Linked DNA regions of Anser cygnoides: region 1 is linked to region 2. A link is a contact called in public Hi-C data. All regions are on one chromosome and are shown on one strand. Each heading gives the region's core, a stretch centred on a gene start, on an enhancer-like site or on the middle of the called end of the contact. The rest is flanking DNA. Distances are from core to core; before and after follow the strand shown.

What was found. A called contact is a pair of places that touch in the nucleus more often than the background predicts.
Region 1: a Hi-C map of liver shows a contact between it and region 2, with 5 times the contacts expected there. The contact joins the promoter of RPL30 here to the promoter of MTDH in region 2. A contact is called at or near these places in 4 of 7 Hi-C or Micro-C datasets (granulosa cells and liver).

Annotation. Positions count from the first base shown.
Region 1 is chr2:140,397,785-140,404,926 of Taihu_goose_T2T_genome, reverse strand. It overlaps RPL30 (ribosomal protein L30), which reads left to right and starts at 2,574. Exons shown (of 5, transcript XM_048068702.2): 1 at 2,574-2,680; 2 at 2,773-2,823; 3 at 3,636-3,781; 4 at 4,504-4,634; 5 at 5,933-6,114. The coding sequence starts at 2,803. The coding sequence ends at 5,982. It overlaps LOC125183351 (small nucleolar RNA SNORA72), which reads left to right and starts at 5,589; the gene lies at 5,589-5,723.
Region 2 is chr2:140,208,535-140,215,242 of Taihu_goose_T2T_genome, reverse strand. MTDH (metadherin) reads right to left here and starts at 4,735. Exons shown (of 12, transcript XM_048068742.2): 1 at 4,158-4,735. The coding sequence starts at 4,556.

The DNA of each region.
Region 1 (7,142 bases), core at 1,325-3,824, 190 kb before region 2:
TGGGTCCCAGTGACTGGTTTCTGACAGAAAGTTCTTTCAGAAAGGCATTTCTTTGTTTGTTTTCTTTAAAAACACATCACTGGAAAGAACTAGTTCTACAAGCTTCTAAGGGAAGTACTACATTTTCTCCTAATTTGAGCTGAGGTTGCAAGGAGTACCCTTACAAACAGCTCCCTCTTCAGGAGCTGTGCAGGATTCCCAAATTTTGCAAAATAACATAAAACATGGCATAGTCGACCAGAACTGCACTGAGGAATTCGCTAGGCCCACTGAGCTTTATACCCTCTTGTGAGTAATTTCAAAATGCAAGAAGAATATTTGAGATGACCACAAACAACTAGGTAAAAATTTAAAGAATTAAAAGAAAAGGCACAACTTGGCAGTGGGAATAACAGCAGTGCACCTGAGTGTTGGGACACAAAGAGGAAGAGGAACAAGAAAAGAATGAGACAAAGCTGACAAAGAAAAGTTTGAAAAATGCTTCAAAATTGATGTAATTATGCTCTGTGAAGGGCTGAAAATATTGAAAACTTGTTTCAATAAGTAAAGTTGGACTACAGGAAGCCATCAAAATGTAACTTTTCATATTATGACTTAAATAGTGCATATATTATTCATATGTTCTTAATCTAGAAATTATTGCCAAAGAACTTTTCAATCAGTGATGGACCAATATTTGAATTTCTGTTGTTAAATTTAAGGTCAGCTGAAGCTTGGTGATTTTTTTTCCCCTTATATACCTTTATTTCATTTTCATCTTAATGTTAGCAGGTTGGATTTTTATCTAGGTTCTTAAACTGGCCTGCTAAAAACTAAAGTTGTCACCCAGTTTGTACACAAGAAAATGACTGGGATGATTTTGACTGGGACGCATTTTGACCAAAGGCTGCTTGCCACTGAAAAGGCTTTACTTTTATAAATATTTGATAAGGTGTGTGACCATATACCAGAAAAAAAAAAATCTGTGTGAAGGCATCCATATCAGCAGAAAGGCATAGCAATATATTTCTAGAAATTATTTCCCTTCCTTAATCAAAATAAACTATATTCACATAAGCATCCTACTGTAACTGATTCTGGTATGTATTGGCTTTGTTCTTCATTTTTTTTCTACATAACACACAAAGGCATCAAACTTCCGAAAGCCAACAAATACAATGCTCTCCCATGCCTATGCCAACCTAGGCAAATGTATAAATGCTTTTATGCTAGCTTTGTAATTTCATCACAAAACACATACATTGAGACGCACATGATGCGGTGTGCCCCAAGAGCACAAAGTCATACCAGCAGAAGACCTACTGTACTACAGGCAGACTTCCCTGTCCTGATGTTTCTATTAGGGAACCATATAATTTTGAAAAGAGTTGACTGTGGACGAGGCACGATTTAGCTGGCCTGTAGATTTAGAGGTAGCATAGCCAGTATCATCTCTGCAGCAGAGATGGGTTGGGCTGACTGACTGCATGCAGCGGTGCCAAAGATCCGTAGAGATGACGGATGCCTTCTCCCTTATACCATCAGTACTTAGGGTGCTGTTGAAATGCAGTGAACACTGGTATGGAAGATGTCTGACCGTGGACAGAGAAAGCAAGCATCTGCTCCTAGAAGAAGTGTTGCAGAGAGTACAGAGACTGGGGCTCGTCCCCGAGCATCCTAGGCCAGCCCTCTGGGACAGACTGGGCCTCTCAGCTGCTGCAGGGTTTCACAGGGGAACACTCCAAAATAACACCCCAGATCCCAACCTCACTCGGTCCCTGCAGTGTCCAGGTAGGCATCACCTGAACCTGTGCTGCCCACTGCTCCCCAATACCTACGCTGCTCTGGGATGTCTTCCCATGCCGGGAAGCGCCATGGGACCCCTGTAGTCCCAAAGCTTTTAATTAAAAGACCTTTGTGTAGATTCTGACTCTGTGTGCTTATTGGCAGGTTGTACTGAGCACAAACCTACAGACAACACTATCACAGCTGTAACTTTCTCACACCCTAACTGCATTCTCCAGTAGCGTGTACTCAGAAATTTTCTCGGTATTTTCAAAGACAGTTGTTTCCAAAGCCCACAGGGGTAGGACTTTGTTTCTGTGCCCCGTGTTGAGAGAGAGAGGGAGAGGAGAGGCCTTTGCCTTGAGCAGAGCCAGGGGGTTTATGAAGCATGCCCAAAGCTGAACCTGCCAACACGGGCAGCCACGAAGGAGCCACCCCGCACGGCACTGGGGCCCTGTTCGGTCAGGGGCTGCCCGTCAGTGTCCCTTCCCCTTCCTCACAGGGGAAGGCAGGCCGCCTGGGCCTCCCCTTGAGCAGCGTCTGAAGCCTCCCGGAGGCTGCGAGGGAGAAAAACAAGTGTTTAAAATCGCTCCGTGAGACACAGGGCGCCATAAGGCGCTGGGGATGAGGGACACGATGAGGAAAGCGAGCTAGCACGACCACCCCGCTGGGCCGCTAAGGCGCGGCCGCCATTTCGGGGAGCGTACTCTGCACGTCCCCCCGCCTCGCCCCGCCCCCTCCCCGGATAAGCCAATGGGAGCCGCGCGCGGGGGCGGATTGACAGCCGGAGGGAGGGGCCTGGGCGGGGCTGCGGCGCGTTCGCGCCTCTCGCGAGAGCTGGCGCGGCGGGGAGAGGCGGCGCGTGCCGGGGCTCGCCCCTTTGGCTCGTGGCGGCCATCTTGGCGGCGCCTCAGCGGTGAGTGGGGCCGGGGCCGGGCGGCGCGGGGGGGCTCGGGGGGCCGCAGCCGGGCGCTAACCCGACCCCCGGTCGTCCTTTGTGTGTTCCAGTTCCCGCCCCAGCCGACGCCAGCCAGCGACATGGTGGCCGCCAAGAAGACGGTGAGTGGCGGCCGGCCGCCGCGTGGCCTCGTGGGGTGGCGGCTGGGCCTCTGCCGGTGGCGGGCGGTGCGCTGAGGGGAGCCGGGGGGCTTCTGAGGGGAGCCGGGGGGCCTCCGAGGGGGCCCGGGGGGCCTCTGAGGGGCACGGCCTGAGGCCGGTTCTTGTGGGCTCGGCTCCCCGCCATGGGACATCCCAGGTTGCTCACGGGGTCCCTGGGCTAGAGGGGAGGAAAGGGGAGCTGGTGCTGTGCTCCTGGTGTGGGTGGTAGGGTGGTGGAGCTCAGACTTGGCGTTTCGTGCCATCTTTTTACTATAATTTCAAGGCTGTTTTAGCAAGCATGGGTTTCTTACTAGGTGGTGGCACTTGCTGTTGCACGAGCACCACGTTCTCGTGTTGGGGGGGCTGCTCGTTTTGCATGTGATTGCTTGGCTTTGCCTACCCGCTTAATGCTGTCAACACGTGCCCTGGGAAGTGCCGTATGCAGAGCCTGGCTCGGCTTCGTAAGGTGGAGGTGGTATGGGTTTTGACTTGACATAGCTGAGCTTTGCAAAGGCACGTTTCTTATACCACTTATGTTGATTAACATAGGTAGCACCAATAATGCTTTTTTCCCTGTGTAATTGGTAAGAGGCATTTTGATGAAGTTGGGCGAGTATAGTATCAGCATCATTCTTATCCACAATTGTATGGTGTGCAAATAATAAGTCATGAAAAGATTGCTTGTAGTTGAAATTTCTTCACCTTATGTTTCCTGCCATTTTGTCAAAGGCAAAGTAGCATATAATAAAGCTTTTTTTTTTTTTCGTCTTCAGAAAAAGTCCCTGGAGTCTATAAACTCTAGGCTTCAGCTGGTTATGAAAAGTGGTAAATATGTGCTAGGATACAAACAGACTCTGAAAATGATTCGGCAGGGCAAAGCCAAGCTGGTCATCCTCGCCAACAACTGCCCAGCTTTGAGGTAAGCAGATGTATGAATTACTACTTTTTTAAGCTAAGGCGAGTGCTTTGTATAAATACAGCATGTGCTTTGTGTGAATTGGTAATACAGAGTAGCTTATTGGCATGCTCCATAGTACCGTGAATTAAACATGGTGGGTTGATTGGTGTATATGAATTTCAGGTCGGGATGTATTAAAATGCTTCCCAGATGTTTTTTAGCTTCCTAATACCAAGAGTTCACATTAGAGAATGTGCTGTGAGATTTTTCACACTGTGATAGCATTCATTGAAAGTGTAGTGGGACTCAATTCCTGCTTTTTCAAAGTAGTATATCGGAAAGTAATTTTACAGGTAGGAAAAACTGGTAGTTGACACTGATTTGAAATATATTTGAAGAATACAGTATTTGCTGTCAAAGTTAAGTTATAACTTAAAGCTCCTGGCCATAGAAGTATTTTTTTTGAAAACGAAGTCTTTGGCAATTTCCATCTTCTGACATGTTCCTTGTTGAATTTCAGGGCCCTTTTTGTCATCAAGGAGTATCTGACAGGTTAAAGAAAGTAAAGATGCAGACATAACGTAGGAGACTGTTAGGTTTTCTGGCAAGAAATAGATGTGTTTTTCTGGGAGAGGAGGAAAACTGTAGAGTTTAATTGTGGTTGGAGTTAGCACTGCTGTTGCTGTATTATGTTCGATCAGAATTGTTTGTCAGTGCTTTAAGACCCAGTTTTTGAATCTCAGGAAGTCGGAGATCGAGTACTACGCTATGCTCGCAAAGACCGGCGTCCACCATTACAGCGGCAACAACATTGAGTTGGGTACAGCCTGTGGCAAATACTACAGAGTGTGCACGCTGGCCATCATCGACCCAGGTACGTGTCTGCTGCCGTATAATGACCAAGCCGGGTGTGTATCAGCGGTTCCTCCATTGTCTGAGCACTGCTGCTCACTAGCAAGTAATGCGCAGGCGTGATGTTGTAGCTTTGCTCTACTTCCCTGTACCGTTCTTAATTTTCTCTGCCCAAGATCCCATTCTTTTGGGAGTCCTAGGCTCTTAGAACTTAGAGGTACTCCTCCTTAAGTTTGTGTGTAGTTCCTTTCACTGTTAAACCTTGTGAGCTTGCCTTCTGTCTACCTGTCAGTCTGTAATGAGGGTTCTTTCAGTGGCTGGGAAGCAACTTAACGGTACTTGTGTTTGAGCCTTGTGTTTGAGCCCTCTGCTAGAACGTGAGCTTGTGTCACGTGCCGTCTGTGCCAATTGGGTTTGAACTTTCTTAACCCAAGACAAAGGGTCTCAGCAAAACAAATTGTTGGATTGTGACTTGTCTTGCTTCCTGGGGTGATCTATACTAGAATAAGCTATGTGCAAGTGGATACTAGTCCAGTACCAGAGCTGAAAATCATATTAAGTGATAAAACTGTAAATTGGTGTGTAATTGCTATGGCTTGGTAGCACTCTTTGTTCAGAGTTGTTCAAGTTCCTTGTAGAGTCTGCTAATTAGGGGACTGCCTATCTTCTTTCCTGAGTCTTCTAGGAGAAGAATCAAATTATCTTCCATTATTCTGTTTGACCAAGAGTTATCTTAATTAAATGCATACGTACGGATTTAATGATTTTTAACTTTCATCAAATGTTCCCCAAGTGATGTCCGTTTGAATTCACTGTTTCTTTAGAAACCTTTATTTAGCTTGTTTGTATTCAAATAGCAGGTAAAGCTTTGTTTCCAAAACAATGCTTTTAGGTTTGTTTTATTTTGTGGCTGTCAGATTAAGAGCTTTATGTTAAGATAAAGAACTGCAACTCAGACTTCCTGCTGTGTAGTGCAATGCGAATATTCTCGCTGTCCTGATATTCTCGTGATCAGGGGAGGCTAGACATTCGCTATATTAAAGCTGTGCATTGTGTCCTCCAGGACTAGATTGTCACTCTAGTACTGGCTTTGTAAATGCTAGTGACAAGTACATAATTATCATAAACATACTGAGTATGAATTAACAAAAATGCAGGTAAAAGTATTGTTATCAAGCCATCAAAGTTACTTTTTTTATAAATACACCGTTTCCACGTTACTTTTACATTTTGTTTGTAGAATCTCTTATTTTTTTTGCTTATTTCTGGAAATGGATCTTTTTGTAGATCTTTTTGTAACGATGTATTTTTGTTTTACAGGTGACTCTGACATCATTAGAAGCATGCCAGAACAAACCAGTGAGAAGTAAATGCTGTAATGGTGTTCTTTCTACAATAAAACTGGTTACAAATCTGTTTTAAAAAAAAAAAACACTTGTATTGTATTATACATACTTTGCTGGTTTTAGGGAACAAACTATATAAATGAAGATTCTTTATCACCACTGTGTTTTTTGTTCTGTTAGAAGTAACATTGGCGGGACAAAACTTGCCTGTTGCTTTCTGTATGAGCTGGGGCTCTTGACAAGGTAAGTGGAGTAGGAGTTGACCACAGTAAGCATGGTGTCAAATCCCAACAGGGTATTGCTCCCGTAGGTTTTGGTTTTTGGGGTGCTAATGGGAAGACAAGTCATAATGTGAGGCACAGTAGCAAATTTGGGATGTTGCTGGGGGATCACAATGGCTTTACTTAAAAGTGTGAATAAGTTTATTTTAGTATTTTTTTCACCTAGTCAGTCACAAACTACTAATGCAAGTTACTGTATATTCGTTCCAAGAGAAAATATGTACACGTGTTACTGTTGAGGAGGTTGGCATTTTCTAGATTTGTCTTTTTTTTGTGTGAGACCACAGTCTCACAGGACTGTTCCTTAGTATCAGTGACTACTAAGTGGGGTGTTGGCACTTTGCTGACGTGCAATGAAAGGAACATTTAACAACAATCAGTATGTACCAGCAGTCTCACAAAATTTGCATTCTATTTGCCAAAGAGTGCTAAAACACAGAATACCTGTTTACACCTTGTTGCTTTGTACACGTGCATACTTACTAGTTTATCAGTGATAATTTAATTTTGCTGCAGCTACATTGGTTTCTGGAACAGAACATACAAAGTTGTGTACTTCAGGTTGGAGATAGTAAAGAGGCAAAACGTGTCAGAGCAAAGAAGGAATTACCGGTGTCTATCTATTAAACCCCAGATTTAGGTCGCTTCAAGAAATAGTTCTGGTGCTGCAGCAGTGTGAAAGTAGAGCTAGCAGAAGAGTGCTTTTGCTGCTAAGGAGTGGGGGTAAAACTTGAAAGCACTTCAGTTAGCCAGAATGGCTGGAAGCGATTTGCTGTTTCATTTTCATCTTAGCGTTTGTCAGACAAGCGTGCAGCTAGTTGTATTGCCCAAAGAATGTCTTCATAATGAAAATAGTTGCATTCAGAAAAATGAAAGAATCGCTGAATGCTGACCAAGAGGAGG
Region 2 (6,708 bases), core at 3,486-5,985:
GTATTGCTCTTGGACTAGTGTCAGAAATGTTTACAGCCAGCTAACTTCTTTTAATTCTGTACATTGCTTTGCTTCTTCGGTATAACATATATACCTTAACTTTGAATACCACTGTCTTTATCTCTCTCAAAATTTCAATATAAAATGTTTAATATATTGAATTTGAAAAACCTTCAGCCATTTCTCCTAAGCACTAAGCTAATTCATATCCGTTAAGAACCCTCCAGAAAAATTCATCCACGACTGCTAAAAACACTGTCTGATCATCTGATCGTGTAGACCATGACCATTAGAAATAAGTTTAAAAGCCTGAACCGTCATACATTTCTCCCTGAATATTTGCAATATTTGCCTTTTTGGTGGAAGCTTTCCACATTTTATTTCTACCCACAGATGAATCATAGACTTTTAACCAAAATTCATGTGACCATTTTTGGGTATAACAAAGATAGCAGCAGAAGCGGGAAAGAAAAAAAGCTTTTCCAGAGTATTAAGAAGTGTTTCTTTTAAAAGGCAACTACAGCTAAAAAGACAAAGTTTAAAACTTGGCAGTAATATACTAAACTTCCACCAATAATACTAATTCACTTAGATTGATCAAGTTATTATATGCCGTCTTTGTTTCCTCTTCGTCCAAACAGCTATAGGGAAGATGTGACAGCAGAAATACTGCTGTCAATAACAATACTCATTTCTGAGCACACTCCTGAACTCGCCTGCTGATCTTAAAACTCCAATATTTAAACAACCCTTTTTCCACATACATTCTTTTTTGAGGGCGTTAAGATAATCCAGAAGTAGAATAGAGGTTTTGCTGACATTAAGTGCTGAAACCAAAAATACTGTTCTTTAAATACAGTACAATGCTATGGATACCTCAGTTTCACACTGCAAAAAGCAGTAATGAAATTGCTATCATTCGAGTTTTACAAGGCCATATTAGCCAAAGTCCTTAGTTACACATTACAAAGCTACGCCTACTTACAATTTTTTTTGGCCAATGAAAGAATCCATTTACCACTATTTTCTATAAGCTTTTCTTTAGACAGAAACTAAGCAATTTTCTCTGCAAGCCCTGGACAAGCCTACAGCCTTATTACTGCTGCAGTTTGACAGGTACAACACGTGAGTACTTTTAACTAAGTATGAAAAAGTCTTTATGCAGTCTATTTCTAAGCGTAATAAGCATAGCCTGAAAAGTTCTTTCAAGCAGGCCAAGTAAGAAGCTTTCTCAAATGAATGCCAATGCTTGTACCAAAATTAAACTTCAGTGTGCAGCCTTTACTGTTCTGATATACTTCAAACAATAGGAAATATATTGTTAGCTTGGTATTTTCTGCATCTGTAAATAGATGGGATGAATGGCTTTCTATAAGCTGTAGCTGAATGCAGATTATTACTCTTAAATTTCTGTGATGTTTTCCAGATCTTACAGAAACCATGTAATATCATTTTCACCTTTTTTCTTCTGAAGGTTTAAGAAGTAGAAGCAAAGCAGAGGAATTATTTACAAGGGAAAGGAACTAAGATGAAAGATCAAGAGATTTTTGGAAAGGAAAGGAAAAAAAAATCTTAATAGGGGCGAAAGAGCTCTGAGATGGAAGACAAAGTGCTCTGTCCCCTGCCAGGAGCTAAGGAAAAGAGAGAAAGGGGCTTGAGGTTTACTGTACATGTACAGAGAAAATCTGAAGTGAGGATACCATGACGCTACCTTGCTCCAAGCTGCTGGAGGAAGCCAGGACTGGCTCTCTGAACTTAGTGCTAATGAACGCTAAATCATTCATTTGATCTCAGTCTACCCACAGCAAGTCAATAAACAGAACACCACAGCTACTACAGCTTCCAGTCAACTCCCTGCCATTCAGCTCCACATCGTACTAAAAATCTCAGTTAAATTGTACCGTACCTACGAAGGAACCAAATAAACCCAAACACAAGAATCAAAGCAACAATACTCTTCCTCGGAAAGGGAGCAGTGGAGAACATTTCTGATCCTGACTGATGAGAGCATACATCACCCGCCCCACAATGAGCTCAGTAACCCTACATTAAAGTAACCCTACGGCTTTTAATTAGACATCTGGAGAGTGCTTTTTAATGCTCCAGACCAGTTGCTCTAAGCTTTCTGTAATGCCTGTAATGGAAATCTAGACCCCGGCATAGCAAACCCTCTGGTAAATCTACTGATAATAGGCTTACTCTTTTTCCTTCACAGACCTCATTATTAGCACGAGTGTACAAAAATACAAGATGAAACCACTACGCAGCCTTCGGTAGGATTTTCTGCTGCTTCTCTAAATTTCCAATGTGATTTTGAATGTTTTTCATGGTGAAACAAGTCAGAAAATCTTGGAACGCGCTAATACAGATCCCCGCGAACTTATGTTGGAAAACTAGCACGAGGCAGGCCTATTTAACTTCACTGCTGATACAAACTTATTTGCACTGTAGTTAATGATTCAGTTCTTTCATTTTCTTTCCTGCAAAGTTTTTTTAATCTTATCTCTGCATTAAAATAATGGATACAAAGTTCTACGAAAATAACTTTTCAAATCTTAAGAATACAGAATGATATCTTGACAGATGAAAAACTCTTTTACTCCTTTTTGACTATGAAACTATTTGCTCTTCCATAGCCTTAACTTTCACTATTTTGTGCCTGAGTAAACCACGCTGGAAACAATACAAGTATTTATATTCACTGAAAATGTCGGCTAGTTAAGTTTATACACAATTAATACAAAGCTTGCTTTTATAAAGCCCTACACTGCAGAACATTGCCAATACTGTATCTATTTCTTCACTCTGTCTTCTGTTCAGGCATTTCTCAGTGTCTCCAATGATGACTTGCAAGAGTTTATGTTTTTTTTTTTTTTATACTGGAGTTTAAATAAAATAACAAAAATCGGGATTATTTCTAGGTTTAGTCTGTTTTCTAGAAAGCATAACAGATCTATTAAGCCTTAGAGGATGTCCCTTTCAGGACAGCAAAAAACACTGCATCTTTAACGTGTCTTCTTCAAAATGGAGACCTAGCAACATTTGAAAAATTCTGAATCACAGCGCTTCCTCTTCTTGGTGCTTAGTTATTAGCCTATTGCAACTTGCAGAATCAGCTCCAGCGAGTTTCAGGAGTTCACTGCTCAAAGACAGTTTGGTGCTATATACAGACTTTTGTATTTTTTTAATGGAGAGCAGGCTAAAAAATCTTTAACAAAACTTCTCAAGTCTCAGTATTGCCACAGAACCAAACGAAGGCACAATCCCTTTCTGCACCTCCTTTTTCTCGTCATTAGGCAAACAATTCATGTTAAATTTCGCACTATATAATTAAAAGACATAGTTGTAAAAGGCAGGGGACAGCTGCTGCACTTTCATTCCTATAATCCATTTGGATGTAAATAGGATTGCAAACATACCAACAACATAAAAGCTATTGAAGCAATCCCTTCAAGTCCCAAAACTATGATAACTGGAAGCTTGAAAACGACAGCCGATAATTTCTGCATTCAATTCATTTTCTCATGAAAACGCTGTCAAAGACACAAGACTCCTACATCACAGACCGAGGATTACAATAAAAGACAGGCACGATCTGTTTTTAAGGGGCTGCTGAGAGACAGATTTCCTTATTAAAGGAGATGATCCTTCCTGCAACAACCGAGACATGTTCCTAGCGAGGCAAATTCACCACAAGCCTGGTGTTAACGTGTCCTGCCGAAAAGGCGCAGCAGAAAGCCTTACTCAAGTTTGAATCATCGCAGCCTTTACGAGGCTTCCAACAGCCTGTACCTGCCTGGGCTGCGACTCCTGCCTTGAGAGGCTGAACCACGGTAAGGTCTCTGCTACCAGCTCCCAATCCACTAAGCTTTCGATTGATAGTAAAAAGACAATACTGATAGTAAAAATGCAACAGTACAGTGTGCGTACATAACCCACGGTTCCACTAAAAAAGCAGGGAGCTCTCTCCTCCTTCCCCAGGAGGAAAAAAAGCATCGTTTTCACCTAAATGTTGTTTTGCAAAGCTCCCGGGCAGCCCGGAGGGAGCCCGGCAGACGCCACCGGGGTGAACCCCACTACCTCGGACCTCGTCCCCCCCCCAGTTCCCCGGCGGTGCCCAGGGCTCCGTGGCCGAGTCCCCCCGGCTCCCCTCTCACCCTCGCCGCTTTCTCGGGCAGCTTCTTCTTGCTCCTCTTCTTCTGCTCGTCGCCCTTCAGCCCCAGCTGCCCCGCCGCCTTGCCCGGCCCCCCGCCGCCTGTCAGGGCCGTCGCCGCCGCCACCGCCTCGTCGCCCTTCCTCTCGGCCCGGCCGGCCGCTGCCTTCCTGCGGAGGCCGCTCCCGCAGGCCAGGGCCAGCAGCAGCCCGAGCAGCCCGAGCCCCAGCGCGGCCGGCAGCCCCAGGGCGAGCCAGGTGGGCAGGCCGTGCGGGTCGAGGCCCAGCTCCAGGCCCAGCTCGGCTCGCAGCAGGCCCAGGCCTCCCGCCAGCGCGTCCCGCACCCGGGCCGCCGTCTCCTCGGCCTGCTGGGCCGCCGCCTGCTGCCAGCTGCCCGCGGCCATCGCCGCCCCTCGCAGGCACGAAGAAGGGGACCCGAGGCGGGCGCTCAGGCCGAGCGCATCGCGGCCACCGCCTTACGGACGGCGGTCGGGGGGGGGGGGGGGGGGGACGCGGAGCCGCGCCGAGCCTCCGCGGGACGCGGCAGCCTCTGCCCCGGAGGCAGCCGGGTCTCCTCCTCTTCCTCCTCCTTCCTCCTCCCCGCAACGTCAGCGCCCCGCCGCCATCCCCGCCCCCTCCTCCTCGTCCTCCTCCCTTCCTCCTTCTTCCTCCTCCTCCTCCTCGGCCCGGGGAGGCGGCCTCGACGTGGCAGCGGCCGAGCGAGGCCGGGCGCCGCCCGGTGGCGGCGGGGAGGAGGCTCCGAGGGGGCTCGGGCGTCGGGGTGCTGAGGGAAGGAGGCAGGGAGAGGGGCAGCGACCCCTCCGTGAGCAGGCAGGGTGCGTTTCCACCAGTGTTAAATCACCTTCGTGTTGCTTTGTAGTCGCCCCGTAGAGGAGTGGGCGTGTTAATTAATGGTTTGTCCCAGCTCTTACCAACACCAAAGCCATCCCCGGTTCTTCTCGGCCTACAGATGTCAGCGGGGATTTTGTTCTGTAGGGCTCGGTACAGGGAAAGCCTTCCTGCACCTCCCCAAACCACATAAAGCCCCAGGGCCCCGGTGCTTGTGCAACGCCTGGAATTGTGCCGCCACCCCAGCGGGAGCACCTCTGGTCCTGAGCCTCGCACGCCCCACGCCGAACGTGTGAACCGGCACGTACCTGTGGCGTGCCAGCTACAGGTACAGGGAGCGGCCAAAGCTGGCCATGAGGCAAACCACGGGTTCCTGGGACAGACAGGGAGATGTTGCCTCCTGTCCCGCTTCAGAGGCCCGTTTCATGGACCTTCAGAGGCCTTCTCTTTCGCAGAGAAGGTTTTTAAAAATGCCATTGAAAAATCGGTGTAATTTCGAAATACACTAGCCAAGGTAGTGTAACAACGTAGATGCTTTCCAAGTGCCTTATTTCCTAAGATCTCAACTCCCACAGCTGGCTTAATATGTTGAATTAATTGGTGAGCTTTATGTAAAATACTGCCGGGACTCCAAATCTTAATTTATCCATGCACTTAAAAATGAGCTCTCAGAAATTTGATCCTGAATGCATGTCATGTCTTTATTTTTATATTTCAGAGACCTGGTCTCACAGCGTCCAGGGTTCCTGCGGAATTTTAGATGTCAGACCCCAGGAGCTGACATGGTTGAGAAGCTTTACAGTGACTGCAGCTTTAGTCTTCTGCAGTGGGACATTGATGGAAGCTAACAGCATGTCCCATTCTTTCAGCTTGCAACTTTACTTATAAAGGCTGTTCATCTCATAGTATGGCAGAAAGAAGCCCGCATGGGATACTTGAAACCTGAAATGTAGTAAAATAACATTTGTTTGTTTAAACAGCACAGTGATAGCTTACACTGTTTTTGTATACTGGTAGCTTTGCCTTATTTTGTAAAGCCAGTATATTTTTCACACACAAGTATTTATGTTTTAAAAGTTCTTTGTAAAGGATTTCAAAAGTGCTCTTGAGATTTTTTTTATTATTATGCCACCTTTAAACAGGCAGTCAAGTGCTTCTTTTCTAATTGACTTAAGTTGGAATGAAAGGTATTGCTGAAAGTAGTTGTAGCAACTGTCTAAGGCAGGACATTTTACTAATAGACAGTTACATACTTTTTGAAGATTAAATTTATTGAAAGTCCTAATACTTTTTCTGTGTGTTTATGCTTCAGCATAGACTATACACATGAATTGGAAAATGTTAGTTTTCATGGTACAGACAGTTGCACAACTGAGCCCCCCTAACATGCCAAATAAATTCTTATTCTGTAAGTAGTTGCTTAGTTTAGATACCGCCCTGTATAGATAGGGGTGGCAGAACAGTGATCATGTAGTTTTAGTACAAAATACATTATCTGAAAAACACCTGCAAATTTGAAAGCATTGTTTTTTTAAAACACAGGCCATAGAACATAGATTTTGTTCATTTTAAAGTTACCTAGGCAAGAAAACACTGCAAGAACCTGATGAGTCTCGATTGCAAAATATAAGCGGTTGAATTTAAGATCCGCTGAAGTTTTTGTGGCCCCGTAGCACCACCGAGTGGCAACACCGTGAATAGCAGCGC